3 separate regions of the Mus musculus genome follow, and all the other regions are linked to region 1. A link is a contact called in public HiChIP or PLAC-seq data. All regions are on one chromosome and are shown on one strand. Each heading gives the region's core, a stretch centred on a gene start, on an enhancer-like site or on the middle of the called end of the contact. The rest is flanking DNA. Distances are from core to core; before and after follow the strand shown.

Evidence for each region. HiChIP or PLAC-seq counts read pairs in DNA pulled down with a chosen protein or histone mark.
Region 2: an H3K27ac HiChIP or PLAC-seq map of embryonic stem cells shows a contact between it and region 1, with 8 read pairs. The contact joins the promoter of Mical1 here to the enhancer-like site in region 1. A contact is called at or near these places in 1 of 484 Hi-C or Micro-C datasets (myocytes), 5 of 115 datasets of contacts at active chromatin or transcription factors (CD8 T cells and embryonic stem cells) and 3 of 9 other capture datasets (adipose tissue, liver and pancreatic islet).
Region 3: a contact with region 1 is called in an H3K27ac HiChIP or PLAC-seq map of embryonic stem cells, with 10 read pairs. The contact joins the promoter of Zbtb24 here to the enhancer-like site in region 1. A contact is called at or near these places in 2 of 484 Hi-C or Micro-C datasets (differentiating embryonic stem cells and myocytes), 4 of 115 datasets of contacts at active chromatin or transcription factors (all in embryonic stem cells) and 2 of 9 other capture datasets (adipose tissue and pancreatic islet).

The regions. Positions count from the first base shown.
Region 1 is chr10:41,413,380-41,417,772 of GRCm38.p6, forward strand. All of the region lies in intron 31 of Ak9 (adenylate kinase 9), which reads left to right. Among named protein-coding and RNA genes, the nearest start is that of Gm25626, 28 kb to the left of the region's middle. Within about 2 kb of position 1,907, at least 7 of the 459 cell types and tissues checked have an H3K27ac peak or open chromatin away from gene starts, as enhancers often do. A contact at or near this core is called in embryonic stem cells, where this site is marked.
Region 2 is chr10:41,474,570-41,478,962 of GRCm38.p6, forward strand. Mical1 (microtubule associated monooxygenase, calponin and LIM domain containing 1) reads left to right here and starts at 1,745. Exons shown (of 24, transcript NM_138315.2): 1 at 1,745-1,971; 2 at 3,441-3,745; 3 at 3,859-4,066. The coding sequence starts at 3,488. Gm51797 (a long non-coding RNA gene) reads right to left here and starts at 3,471. Exons shown (of 2, transcript XR_003948996.1): 1 at 3,105-3,471.
Region 3 is chr10:41,448,505-41,452,897 of GRCm38.p6, forward strand. It overlaps Zbtb24 (zinc finger and BTB domain containing 24), which reads left to right and starts at 1,854. Exons shown (of 7, transcript NM_153398.3): 1 at 1,854-2,026; 2 at 2,585-3,564. The coding sequence starts at 2,616.

The DNA.
Region 1 (4,393 bases), core at 657-3,156:
GTTAGCCATACCTACAGGCAAAATTTTCCAGTAATCACCAGTTCACTAGAAGCAAAACTCTTTACAATTATCAGAATGCAAAGGAAAAAACAAACTCTTAAATCTACAATACATGAAGTAGGCATGTCAAATCGCAATGTCCTGATAAATTCTACAGCCTGATTGACCCTTTTTATAAACTTAGAATTTAAACTTTATTAGAACAACATCTGGGTAGATCTGCAATAGTGTTCTTTCAGCTAAAAGAAAATTCCCCTGGAGGCCAGGAGAGGCAAGTTTCCAGAGCTTCCTTAGACACCATTTGCAAGACAAAAGAAAGTCACACAAACTGCACAGAAGCTGCTCTGAGCTTAGTTCCTCTTGCCCTGAGGACAGATTTCAGAACTTTTAAGTTTCTTTGCAATATTAGACTATAACTACAACCTTGGGAAAGCAAAACCCAATTTCAAAACAATTTATCACCTTAGAATCAACATTAAAACTTCACTACCACATTGCAAGATTTGGCTGCCAATTTATACCTATGAATACATGACAGTGCAAGCTTTAATGCTTCATTAAACAGACATTGCTTTAAATCTTATCTTAATCCTACTTTCTAGGATAAGAATTACATTAAATATTATCTCAACTAGAAGTATCCTTAGAGGCCTAGTTTTTTAGCCTGCTTTATGCCACGTGTTTGAAAGACTCCTGAGTTGCCAATTTAAAACTAACTTTCTAGTAACCAGTGTTACACCTTTTTTATCATACCCAATAACTTATAAGCTAATACTCTACGATAAAGACATGCAGAGCATATTACACATCTAAGACCAGTAAAAAGCCAAATGAAGCAGCTACACTTAGACCAATCAGAATTTTAATTTTTCTAGCTATAATTATAAAATAAAAAGCACTGTGTCATTAGCTAAACGCAATAATCATGATTGCAGAGAATTTTCTTAGGAAAAAAACCATCTATCAGCTTTTTCACCCCAAAACCAAGAGGCTGCAGACTCCCTTTCTCAAAAAAACTATTTTTTCCAGCAGGAGCCCTCCTGCTGTGCCTGATCCTGGCTAAAGCGTGTGGCCACTCTCTTGCTAAACCAGAAGATAAAGTTTTAGCCATCTTTACTTTCCAACATGAAACACAGAACATTCAGTCATTCAGACAACGAAACAAAACACACATGAATCAAAACATAAATGAACCAGTGCACCAGACATTAGACAACACAAAGAGGGCAGAGAACTGCTGTAGAGCCAGAGAGAATAAAGCAGGGTGTCCCCCAAATTCTCTCTGTCTCTGGGAGAGTTTCAAAATCCATTTTCCTCTATATATTTTACTCCATAGTTTTAAGCCCTATTCCTCTAGCCTGATGCAGTTCTCAACTGCGGACAACCGCATGTTTCATCATTTTAAACCCTATTCCTCTCGCCTGAAACAGCTTTTTTTTAAATATTTTTAAAGATTCATTTATTTATTATATGTAAGTACACTGTAGCTGTCTTCAGACAATCCAGAAGAGGGAGTCAGATCTTTTTACGGATGGTTGTGAGCCACCATGTGGTTGCTGGGATTTGAACTCCGAACCTTCGGAAGAGCAGTCGGGTGCTCTTACCCACTGAGCCATCTCACCAGTCCTGAAACAGCTTTTAAAAGCTGCAGACAACCGCCTGATTCACAGTTTCTAGTCCCACACATATTTCGCTGTCAAATCCTAAGTGGAAAAAGCGCAGGGTTAGCACTGTTCCAAACTTAGCCCGTATCCTTCAGCACCTCCAGCAACACTTTTTAAAAAATGAAGTTTAAAGTCAGTGCTAGCATAAATACCTGTTGCTCACCGTGCCTGATACGATCTCTGATTCTTTCTTTCCCTTGGAGCTCCACACAAAACAACAGATTCCTTCAGTGTTTTCCCGACATTCCCAAGGTCCCTGGCTCAGATGCCAATCTGTTGTATGCCGGCCTGTAGCCTACTTGAACCGGGTACACCTGGGAGGCAGGCTGGGGCTGAAAGAGACTTAGACAGCGAGAGATTATTGGAGACCAAGACATGATTCTGTTCAAGGCCCACCAGTTTACTAAGAGAGTGTGCTTATAAAAGGGGAAGGCTCATCCCCCACCAGTCCATTCTTGGTGTCTGGAGCCAGCCTGTAGGCAATGTGCAGAATAGGACATTCCTCCGGAATATCTCAGAGGCTTCTCAACAGGTAGCAGTGTCTTGGAGAGAGCAGTGGCAGGTGATAGAACAAAAGAGCCATCTAGGTTGGAAGGCTCCACCCTAGGTAATCTCCTTCTAGTGGCAGCAAGGTCAAAGTCTAGATCAGCCTGCTTCAGGGCTGAGGGAGGCTACAAAATTCCTTTTATTTTAAAAAACAGTTATTTGAGAATTTAATGCATTGTCTTCTGGTCACATCAAATACATCCCACCCCACCCCCATTCCCTACCTACTCAACTTAGAGCGGTTGTGGGGTATCCATAAGAGAAGACTACTCAGACATGGGTTTAAGCCAATACAAAGTCTTTATTAACCAGTCTTTCTTTTCATTTCAGCAGATTGGGATGTCTATGTGCTAAGTTTTATGGCCTGAATGGTACTTCCATTATGGAGTCAATTGTGCTAAAGTCTGGGGATCTGTTACAGTCCTTTTATCAATATGGCATTATCATTGTCTCTTTTAACTAATTTGGCTTGAGATCTGTTTGATCAGATCTGAATATAGTTAACCTTGCTTGCTTTGCTTAGAATTTTATTTTCTATCCTTTTGTTTTTAGTCTATGTATACCTTTGTTGGTAAAAGTGAGTTTCTTGCAGGCAGCACACTGTTAAGACTTGTTTTATTCTAATCAGACAACCTGTGATTTTTAATTAGAAAATTAAGTCCCTTTATGTGCACCACTGATCTATTGAAAGGCATGTGCTACTCCTGCCCTGATTTTGTTTTCATTCTAGTTACTTGAAATAATCTGTGTCCATTTCTGCTTTATTACTGCTAGAGTTGGGATGCTTTGCTAAACTGACAGTGTTTGGTTTGTTCCTAATTCTCATTTGACAATGTATTCATCTCACCCAGTGAATTTCTATTCAACATCATGAATTCATTTAGTTTATGCTAGTCTTAAAAGGTCTTTACTTCTCTTTCTATTTTGAATGATAACTTGGTTTGCTATAATAATTTATTTTCCTTCATGGCTTGAACGTCTTTCCTGAAGCCTTTGGAGTTTCTTCTGAGAAATATGTATGTGTATGTGTGGGAAATTTTCTGTCATTGTTTTACTGATGGGTTTTTGTTGTTGTTGTTGTTGTTCCTCTGCCTGTGTTTCTCCTTTGTATGAACTGATCACACTCCTCTTAAAATGATCTTTTGATAGTATCCTATAGATCTCAAGTATCTTGTTTATTCTGTCTTATTATTCTTTATTGCTCTCTGAATATAAGTTGTCGAGTTTTGTCTTCAAACCCTGGTGTTCTTCCACTTAATCTAAGCTGTTGGTGGGTGATGCTTTCAAATGTTTCTTTTAAGTTTGATTTATTGAGATATCTATTTTCAGGATTTCTGTTGGTTTTTTTTCCAAGCATTTCTCCTTTTTCTCTCTTTAAACTTTTTACAGATTCTTTGTGAATTTCACATCATTCACTCCAATCCCACACATCTCCCCATCCCTTGATATATGCCCTCCCCCCATGCAACCTCCCTACCCCTGAAAAGAAAAGAAAAACAAAACAAAAATCTCTCCATGGAAGCTGTGGTATTGTTGGAGTCGGTCAAAAGACACTTACTCACAAAGACCACAGAGACCGCCATCATTGCAAACCGCAAAAGGATTTTTATTGATCCAACACATTGGGGACACCCCTCTCAGCAAGCAGGCCAGAGGAGAGACCCAAAACAAACAAAGAACACACTTTTTATACCTTGTAAGGAGCAGATTTAGGCAACAGGGCTAGCTGGCTTATTTTCATTGGTGTAGCAAGTAACCCTTTCAGGCATTGGTTGGTTTACATAGTGACTACCTTTGGCCTAGTGACTCAATCTGTCTGTCCTTATGGTTTATCTTTCAGCAAAGCAGCAGTACATTTTTAACTTATGGGTCAGCTATTAACGTCACAGGAAATCCTAGCAAGGTCAGGGCAGTTTGTCGGTTTTCTCAGAATTCAGTGAGGGGAATTTCTCTGGGAACTGCTAATCTTGTTATGGTTATTTTTCTGAGAATAGTTCATTTTGTTTTGGCAGCTGGAGATTTAGTCATTTTGACCACTATGTTTCTGAAAGTCCCTTCAGAGGGGAAGGGGCTAGATGGTCTTGAACTTATTTTGGATTCTACAGTAAGTCATGGTGTATCACACCACTGTGATGGTTTGTATATGTAGACTCATATGTTTAAACAAGCCCAGAAGGGCCAGG
Region 2 (4,393 bases), core at 495-2,994, 61 kb after region 1:
ATACACAACTTCGGGTCATAACTCAAGATCCTAATAAGGGAAAAAATGCTTGTTTTACTCTGTACATTTCTGAGAATCGGCAACACGGAATAAAAAGGCCCCAGACCTGAAACTAGCTAAGGAAGTTGGGTCATTCAAAATGCTTCCATTTAGAGACCAGGAGACTGAGGTGTGTGTGCTGGTGGTGACTTTGAGACACAGTAGGCCTGGTACAGAAATCTGACAGAGAGACAGACAGACAGACAGACAGACCTTCTGGAGTCCTGAAGCTCTGTGGCTCTAAGGTGGGTCTTTAACTAGCAGCAAGGAAAGCTGGAAATCAGCAGGTTTTTAAGAGCTGAGGAACTCGTTCTGTGATCCTTTTAAAAGGCAGCCTTCACAGCCTTTAAATTTGTTGCTCATAGAGCCACACAACCCTGTTTGGCTACAACTGAAAGTCTCTGGGGGAACCTGGGTCTTTGTAAACAAGACACAGTAAGTTGCTGTAGTCCATCTGCTAATAAAAGGGAGAGGCATGATCCTGAAAGCCGGAAGCCCATCTCTACTGGGCTTTTTAGAACATTTTTTACACTGTGTGTTTAAGTATGGGTGTGTATGACATTCTGCAAATTTGTTCCAAGCAAAATGATGTCACTCTCAGGAACACAAGTGGGCCCAGCTCAAAGGCTTCCTGGCTTCCAAAGTGTGTGGCCTGGCTGGATTGTTGGCCTCTCCTGGCAGAGGGCTGGCATTTCCTCTTGCTTCTCTCTCTGCCTTCTTATCAGCTGCAGCTGTGTGTGTTTAGAGCTCAGGACTTACTGGGTACCCCAGTATATCTGGACAAAATGCAAAATGATTTATTCAAACACAAACCCAAAAAGATAGCCACTGGACCTTGGCTTTTGTTGGTCCCTGGACCTCAAGAAGAGAGATGTAGCCATTTTTTCCTAGGTTAAGCACTTCTGGGGTAGCGATTTTACTTCCTCATGATGTCAAACCTTATTTCAGTCCCGTGGTTTAACAGTGGTAGGTTGGGATCCAGAAAGGCCTGGGGCTGATAGCATCCATGCCACTGGCTGGTGAACATGTGCAGTCATGAAGCCTCATTGACATTTCAGTAAAATAGGTTTTGTTAATGCTCATGCAATAAATGAGAACTGCTGTTTTATTAACTTTAAAGCTGCTTGATTTTGAACAATTCCTTTCATGCTACAATTTCTTAACAGGAAATACTAAGAATTTGATTCCAAAGTTCCCTAGCATTGTCTGAGTCTTGACTTTAGTTCTGCACATTGAAGTTTTATCCTCTCCCACATACCCTTACCATCCTGTTTTTCTTAGTTGAAAACACACACACACACACACACCTGGTTGTGTGTGTACCTGGTTGAAAGATGTGGACCAGGACTTTAAGCTTTGTCTTTAGCCTGAGCCTGGGAGCCAGCCGACCTGTCCCAGGAGAGATGGACCCCCGCAACTGGATCGCCTGTGGCGCCAGGGGTGTGAATTTATCGGTGGGAGAGGTGAAGAGAGCTCAGACATCTGGCGCCACTCTCGGTTCTTGCAGCTTCAATAAACTTCTTGCCGGAGGCCTGCGCCCGCTCGGCCAGCTCTTGGAAGTGGCCTACAGCGTGGGTACCACCGGGGCGGACTCAGGCACGGTCACTCAAGTCTCTGCTCTCCCTGTCCCTGCCTGGCCAGACCGTTTGGAGGCCCCCAGCAGCCCCTGGTGTAGGCAGAACCACGCCCTACAGCACCACCCGGCAGGCGTGGGCGGGACCCAGGCTGTCCCCAGAGGAGGACTGCGGAGTACGGAGGTTCGGAGTAAGTCTTCCTCTGTGCTCTGCGCTGGCGCTGCGGTCCAAACTCTTTGGAACTCCCCGGTTTCTGCCACCAGGCATCTCTTGCTTTCCCTGCGCCACCCCTTCCTCTGCCCCTAGGCCTGGGACACCCTTCCGACAGGAAGCGGCTCTTCCAGCCCCAGAAACGCTGGTAAGTAATCCAGCGATGCCTGCTGTGCGTCCTCCTGCTCGCTGGGCTGGGGGTGAGGATAAGGAAGGGGGTGGGGAGCGCTTCCGGGGAAATGGGGTAGGGAGCCACGCCTGGCTGGTTTGGCGGGTCCTCTTGCCGGCCCTACCCAGATGAGCGCCTTTGTGCAGATTTTGCTGTCTAGAGTATTGGGAGCTCTCACCCCCGCTGCTCAAGGTCCAGCTCTCCATCCCTTTAGACGCTCCACCAATGGCACATCCTTTGTGCTTGTTTCCAGTCTGGGTACCTCTTTTATTTCCTTTAGCAGAGGTCGCTCCAACCCCCAGTCTCCCACTTCCAAGAGGGACTCCTGTCCTTTCTGAAGATCTATCCACTCTTGTCCTAGTGACCCCCTAGGGCAACCTTTGCCTCCTCCTACTACGCGGGCAATGAAGGGGCTGCTGGGGGATGATAGATCGGCCCACAACCCCCCCACCCCACCACCTAGTTGCCTCTCCCACCGAGAGCAACCCATCCCCCCATACTCTTCATCTCTTCCGGTGGCAGCGTGAGAAAGCCCTCCAAGAGCCCTTAAGCTGCGTGTGGGCTGGAGGGAAGGAAAGGGGTACAAAGAGAGGCCTTGTCTCCAGAGATTCCTGGGAGAGCACAGAGGAACGCCGTGGGAGTGAGGCTAGGGGTCGATTAGATGTGAGGGTCTGCGGAAGGGGTTGCTAACCCCACTCCTTCCCACAGCCCGTTGGAGCAGCGACGCAATCTCTTCTCAGGGGAAGTGTTTTGACCACAGTGAGTCAGAAGGTCTGTCATGCAGACAACAGTCACAACATTCTCAGGCTATTTGTGAGGGTAGTTTGGGTGGCTGAGAAGTGGAATCTACACAGGCAGTGTTGCCCCTTGTCAGGAGGCAAGCACGTGGAAAAGAACTTTGCCTTTGGGGAGAGGCACATCCTACAACCAGCGTGGCACTAAGTTCGCCAAAGGGCGCTGGCGAACAGAGACTTAGGAAGAAATGGGTGTGTGTCTGTGAGGCAGCCGCAGTTGAACTGGGGTGTTAGTTCCTGCTGTCTACAAGAAGGGAAACCTCCGCCCCCACCCCACCCCTGGCAGCCCGCTGAGAAACTCCCCCGTGTCCTACTTACAGGTCCTAGGGAACGCCCACTACAATTTCTTGTCCCCTGGGCCTCGGAGATCGCATATGAAAGCTGCCATGACACTGGTCGACAGGAGGCTCCCTTAGCATCCTTGTGCCCAGGACTACTGTGTTTTCATTTCTAAATTTGGCGAATTTCACTTTATAAGAGATAGCTGCTGTCTCAGAAGGGGTCGGGGGTGTGGATCATGGCCTGGGAGTGGACTGGAAGCAGAACCAATCAGAGGTGGACCCTGAGCTCCCTTGTGACAACGGCCTGCGCTGCTGGCTCCTCCCCCTTTCTTTTCCCTCCCTCCAATCTTGCCTTCTCTTTTTTTTCCCACAGACACTGGGTTTTCTCCCAGCTGCTCCTGCTGTCAACAGGGGCCCTACATGGCATCACCCGCCTCCACCAACCCAGCACATGACCACTTTGAGACCTTTGTGCAGGCACAGCTGTGCCAGGATGTACTGAGTAGCTTTCAGGGGCTCTGTAGAGCCCTGGGAGTGGAGTCTGGTGGGGGATTGTCCCAGTACCACAAGATCAAGGCCCAGCTCAACTACTGGAGTGCCAAGTCACTGTGGGCCAAGTTGGACAAGAGAGCGAGCCAGCCTGTGTACCAGCAAGGCCAGGCCTGTACCAACACCAAGGTAGATATGTAGAGTCTGGGAGTGGTGTGAGCATCAGGGGAGACAGAAGGAGACAGGATGCTACATACCCCCCCACCCCCACCCCCCACCCCGGTGTGTGTGTGTGCTTGCAGTGTCTCGTGGTAGGTGCCGGGCCTTGCGGACTTCGGGCTGCTGTGGAGTTGGCACTGTTAGGTGCCCGAGTGGTACTTGTGGAAAAGCGTATCAAGTTCTCTAGGCACAATGTGCTCCATCTCTGGCCCTTCACCATCCATGACCTTCGGGCACTTGGGGCCAAGAAGTTCTACGGGCGCTTCTGTACTGGCACCCTGGACCATATCAGTAAGAACTTCATGTTGGCCCTCGGGTTGGTGTGCCCAAGTCTAGAGAAGGGAGACTGCAGGGTCAGGCAAAAGCCAGGGTGAACAGGCGTCACTGTAACCAGGAGACCTTTAAGAACCGGATCTGACATCTGTAAAACGGACAGTGGTTTTTCTTATCCAAGTAGTAACCCTGCCTGGTTTCTGAGCTCCAATGTTATCAGGTTTTCAGAGTTGTGTGGTCACAGATGGGCTCAGTGGTCTCTTAGCCTCCTGTAGCTCTGAACAGAAGCACAGTAGAGCGAGAGAAGGCGTGAGTCCATTCCTAACGCCGCCGCCTCACTTCCAG
Region 3 (4,393 bases), core at 604-3,103, 35 kb after region 1:
GCTCTGTTGATTTCTCTCTCTCTCTCTCTCTCTCTCTCTCTCTCTCTCTCTCTGTCTCTGTCTCTTTCAGGTGGGAAGGGGTAGAATAATGGAAATTAGATATGGAAAAGAAGGAGGAAAAATTCTGGATAACCCATTTATTTCACTATTTCCTCTATTAGCAATCTTACTCATAAAAGGGTATAATCTATGCTCTAATAATATTATCATCAATATCTTCAACACTCTAGATTTTTGCTATGAGCTGACATTTTAAATTCTTCAAATTTCAAAGTAATAAATATTTTGAGCATTTTAAATCTTGTTGGCTTTCATTTTATTAACCTACATCTTCACCTAATATTAACCTACATCTAGCTGTGAGCATCTCACATTTGGTTTGGCCACCTCAGCCTTGTCCAACCAGCCTTTTCTGACAGTCTTCCTCAGAGTGGTTCCTGGTGACCAGCTCCGAGTGACACTCTTACCGATAACCAGTTTCTCCTTTAAATAGCAGCTTATTCGATAAATTTGATCTAGTTTTGGCTCTGTGGAGTTTTTATTGCATTGTTTTTACTGCAATTCTTTCAGCAGAAAACCAAACAAAAACCTATGTGAAAGCAAAGTTGAAAGACTGACCCTTGTTCTTTCTGTCTTTTTATCATTATTATCATTATCATTATTATTATTATTTTCCTCTCGGTGCTGAGGGCAGAATCCAGAACCCAGTGCTCTATCACTGAACAAAATCCCCAATCCCACAACCACCCTTGTTCCTTCTGGAGTGCAGAAGTCAAGCAAAGCTCTCCTGGCATCCCACTCGGACGCCCACATATCTGACCGATTTCGAGGGAGCTCTGGATAGAGTGCACTAGATAACTCTGTAAAGATAAGGGGGAAACCACAGAGCTCATACCTGTGTGGTATGAGCTGCTTTTGTGAGACCCCAACTTAGAGCGTTTCTCCCTGGAAGGTAAAGCCCCTAGACGTTCCCCAAGCTTGTTTTCCCTGATCTCTAATGCGGAGACACTTAGGGAGACACTTCGTCCTCAGCTAGCTGATAATAAAACCTCTTGCAGTTTGCATCAGGTGTGGTTTTCTCTCGGGACACTGGGGTGCTGGCCAGCTCATCCCGGGACTTGAGCGGAGGCCCAGCTTTGGGGGTCTTACACTTTTAATAAAAACTAGTAAGAAAGAAAGAGTCCGGCTGGTAATTCCATCTTTAGTTTCCAAATTGTGGGCAATATAGATGGCAAATTTATAATCTGGAAGTGGACAAAGTAGAGATAATTAGGTACACGCGATGCATAAACGCTGAGCGGAAGCTGCTGGCACAGTTGGAGTAGGTCCGGAACGAATCTGAGCGGGACTTAGGAGCATTGGTCCGGAACACAGAGCCACAGCAGATCCTACCCAGGTTTTTATTTAGAGAACTCTCCCATACCCATAGGTCTCAGAGGGAGCGACACTGTCCTGAGACAACTGAAACCCTCAATAGTCTCTCAGAAGTGCCATAAATCTAAATAAAAACAGCGGTCGTTTCGGTCTTTTTAGCCAAGCCAAGCACTTACTAAGCTCATTCTAACCGTACCAGGTAGGTTAACACCTCCATTTTATGGATAAACACAGAGCTGAGGATGAGTAACTTGGGAAGGAAAGCGAGGAAGAGGATTCATTCAGGAGGTAAATATCTGCTGATTGAAGCCACCGCCGTCTTTATGCTCAGCATCTAATCAGCGGATGTGGTGTCTACTGAGGTCTAAAGGAAACTCAGCGGGGTAACTGGAGGTAAATTTCCGCAGATTGGCAGGTTTCCGCACCAGACCCTCCCTTTCCGGATTCCACAGCAAAGCCCGCCCTCGGGGCGGGGCTCCGGGGTCACGTGATGCTACGGCCCTTGTGCGCGCTTCCGGGTTGACAGACGCCGGGAGTCCGGAGCTACAGCGTAGTGGTGGCGGGGGCGGGGACCGGCGACAGGCCCGGTTAGTGCCCTCTGGGCAGCCGGGTGGGCTGACCGTAGCAAGTCCCTGCGGGGCGGCCCTGACAGGTAGGTCCGCGGCCGGTTGGTTCGGCCCGGGGCCTTGGGCCGCGGAACGTCCGCGGGACTCAGGCCCCAGGCCTGGGACGGAGCTCCGGGCGCCGCTGCTCAGAGCGGGGCCTCTGAATCCGCGCGTTATTTCACCGTAGATCTCCCTTGCGTGGGTTCGTTCCCATATTTCTCATATATGTTCCTATAGTCGAAACAGCTATTCCGTGTGTAGCATCGAGGCAGCACACCCCCAACTCCAACTTTGTGCCGCCACACTTTGAAAGTTTAATTACAAAGTTAACGGACCGGAGGGCCGTACAGACTTTTGAACCCGTTCTCTAATTTCCAGAGGAAATTCCCCACCGTAAGAGGTTATGTGGGTACTGGAGAGGCATCCAGCAGGGTAGCCGCAACAAGGGGAGGAACCCAAGGCTTGGCTTTCCAAGTAGAGTGTAGAAGGTGATAATGTAAAAAAAAAAAAAAAAAAAAAAAAAAAACTGGGTTGTGACAGCTGGAACACGAACAGTCTAGTTAGGCAATACTTCTTCCTAAATAAACATTGATTTTTTATTTCAGATTTAAGCCTCTTCAGAGTCTTCTGGAGAAAATGGCAGACACAACCCCGGAGCCTTGTGGGCAGCTTATGGTACACTCAGACACTCACAGTGACACTGTGCTGGCCAGTCTGGAGGATCAAAGGAAGAAGGGCTTTCTTTGTGATATTACTTTAATCGTGGAGAATGTGCATTTCCGAGCCCATAAAGCCTTGCTGGCCGCCAGTAGCGAGTATTTCTCAATGATGTTTGCGGAAGAGGGCGAGATTGGCCAGTCTATCTACATGCTGGAAGGCATGGTTGCAGACACCTTTGGCATCCTGCTGGAATTTATCTATACAGGTTATCTACATGCCAGTGAGAAAACGACAGAGCAGATCCTGGCTACTGCTCAGTTCTTAAAAGTCTATGACCTGGTAAAGGCATACGCAGACTTCCAGGATAACCATAGCGCCCCAAAGCCACCAGCTTTGAACTGCACTGGGACGCCAGTGGTGGTTATTTCCAATAAGAAGAACGATCCTCTGAAACGGAAACGGGGAAGACCAAGAAAAGCCAATGGTTTGCAGGAAGGGAGATCAGAACTGGCTGCAGAGGGAGAGCTGCAGCTGAGAGTGAACAATTCAGTTCAGAATAGACAAAACTTTGTGTTTAAAGAAGAAGACAGTGTCAAGCTGAGTGAGCAGACTCCAGAAGACAAGGAATCAGAGCCTGCTGGTGAGCCAGGAAGCGTGGAGGAGGTGCCTGCTGAAAAGGACGAGAACTTTGACCCCAAGGCTGGGGATGGACAGGAGAGCCAGAGTAGGTGCAGCAGGCGGAGAATCCGCAGGTCTGTCAAGCTCAAAGACTACAAGCTTCTTGGAGATGAAGATGACCAGAGTACTGCCAAGAGGCTATGTGGAAGAAAAAAGCGCTCCAGCGGTCCCGAGGCCCGGTGTAAAGACTGCGACAGAGTCTTTAAATATAGTCACTTCTTAGCAATCCACCAGAGACGCCACACGGGTAACTTCGATTTCCAGACGTGGTGCGATTGGTTGGGGAGTTTGGAATTGTGGTTGGGACGGTTGTGTTGTTTCTACATGGTAGACATGGCAATAAAGCCTTCGTGTTGTGTTTAGGTCTCGTTGTCACCTCACAGTAGGTACTATCTCCAGTGTGCAGATGAGGAGATGGTCTCCCTCTGTGCAGGCTCACCCATGACCCTTCAAGCCTGATTCACTAAGCAGTTCTTGCCTTTTGACTCATGACTGTTCCTCATCTTTGCGGAAGCATTCTCTTGCTCTGTTCTGTGGACATCTTTATAGTTTAGCCATCTTGTAAATATCTTCTGGGTGTCTCTGACTTGGCATTGGCCCTTGTGATTGAAGTACCTTTTGTCCTCTTCATGTGACAGATATGGTAGTCACTAACAACATACAGACCTTGTTTCCCTCTTACAGTAGCAGGCCTGGAACCCAGAGAGCATGCGCATGCCACCCGAGCAGTTACAGCTGAGCTGCATCCCCAGCCTCACGTAGACACTTTATCACTTGAATTATAGCTAGCTAGATCGAGAAACTGAGTTTCAATTTTGTTCCAGTTAACATAAGTTTTAATAACCACATAGGTCTGATGGCTACCATATTGGATAGTGCATCTCTCCCGGAAACCCTTGAGCTCTTTATTGAGCTGTCCAGTTCACCCTGTTTCAGGTCAGCTCGGGTTCTAATTGTCACAAGCTTAAATCTAAGTGCTAGTGTTTTAACTTTTATCTGTTCTCTTGCTGTCATGTGACTCAACTTGCACATTAGAACCTCAGGGAGAGCTACAGCTTCCTGCGTCCCACACCCAG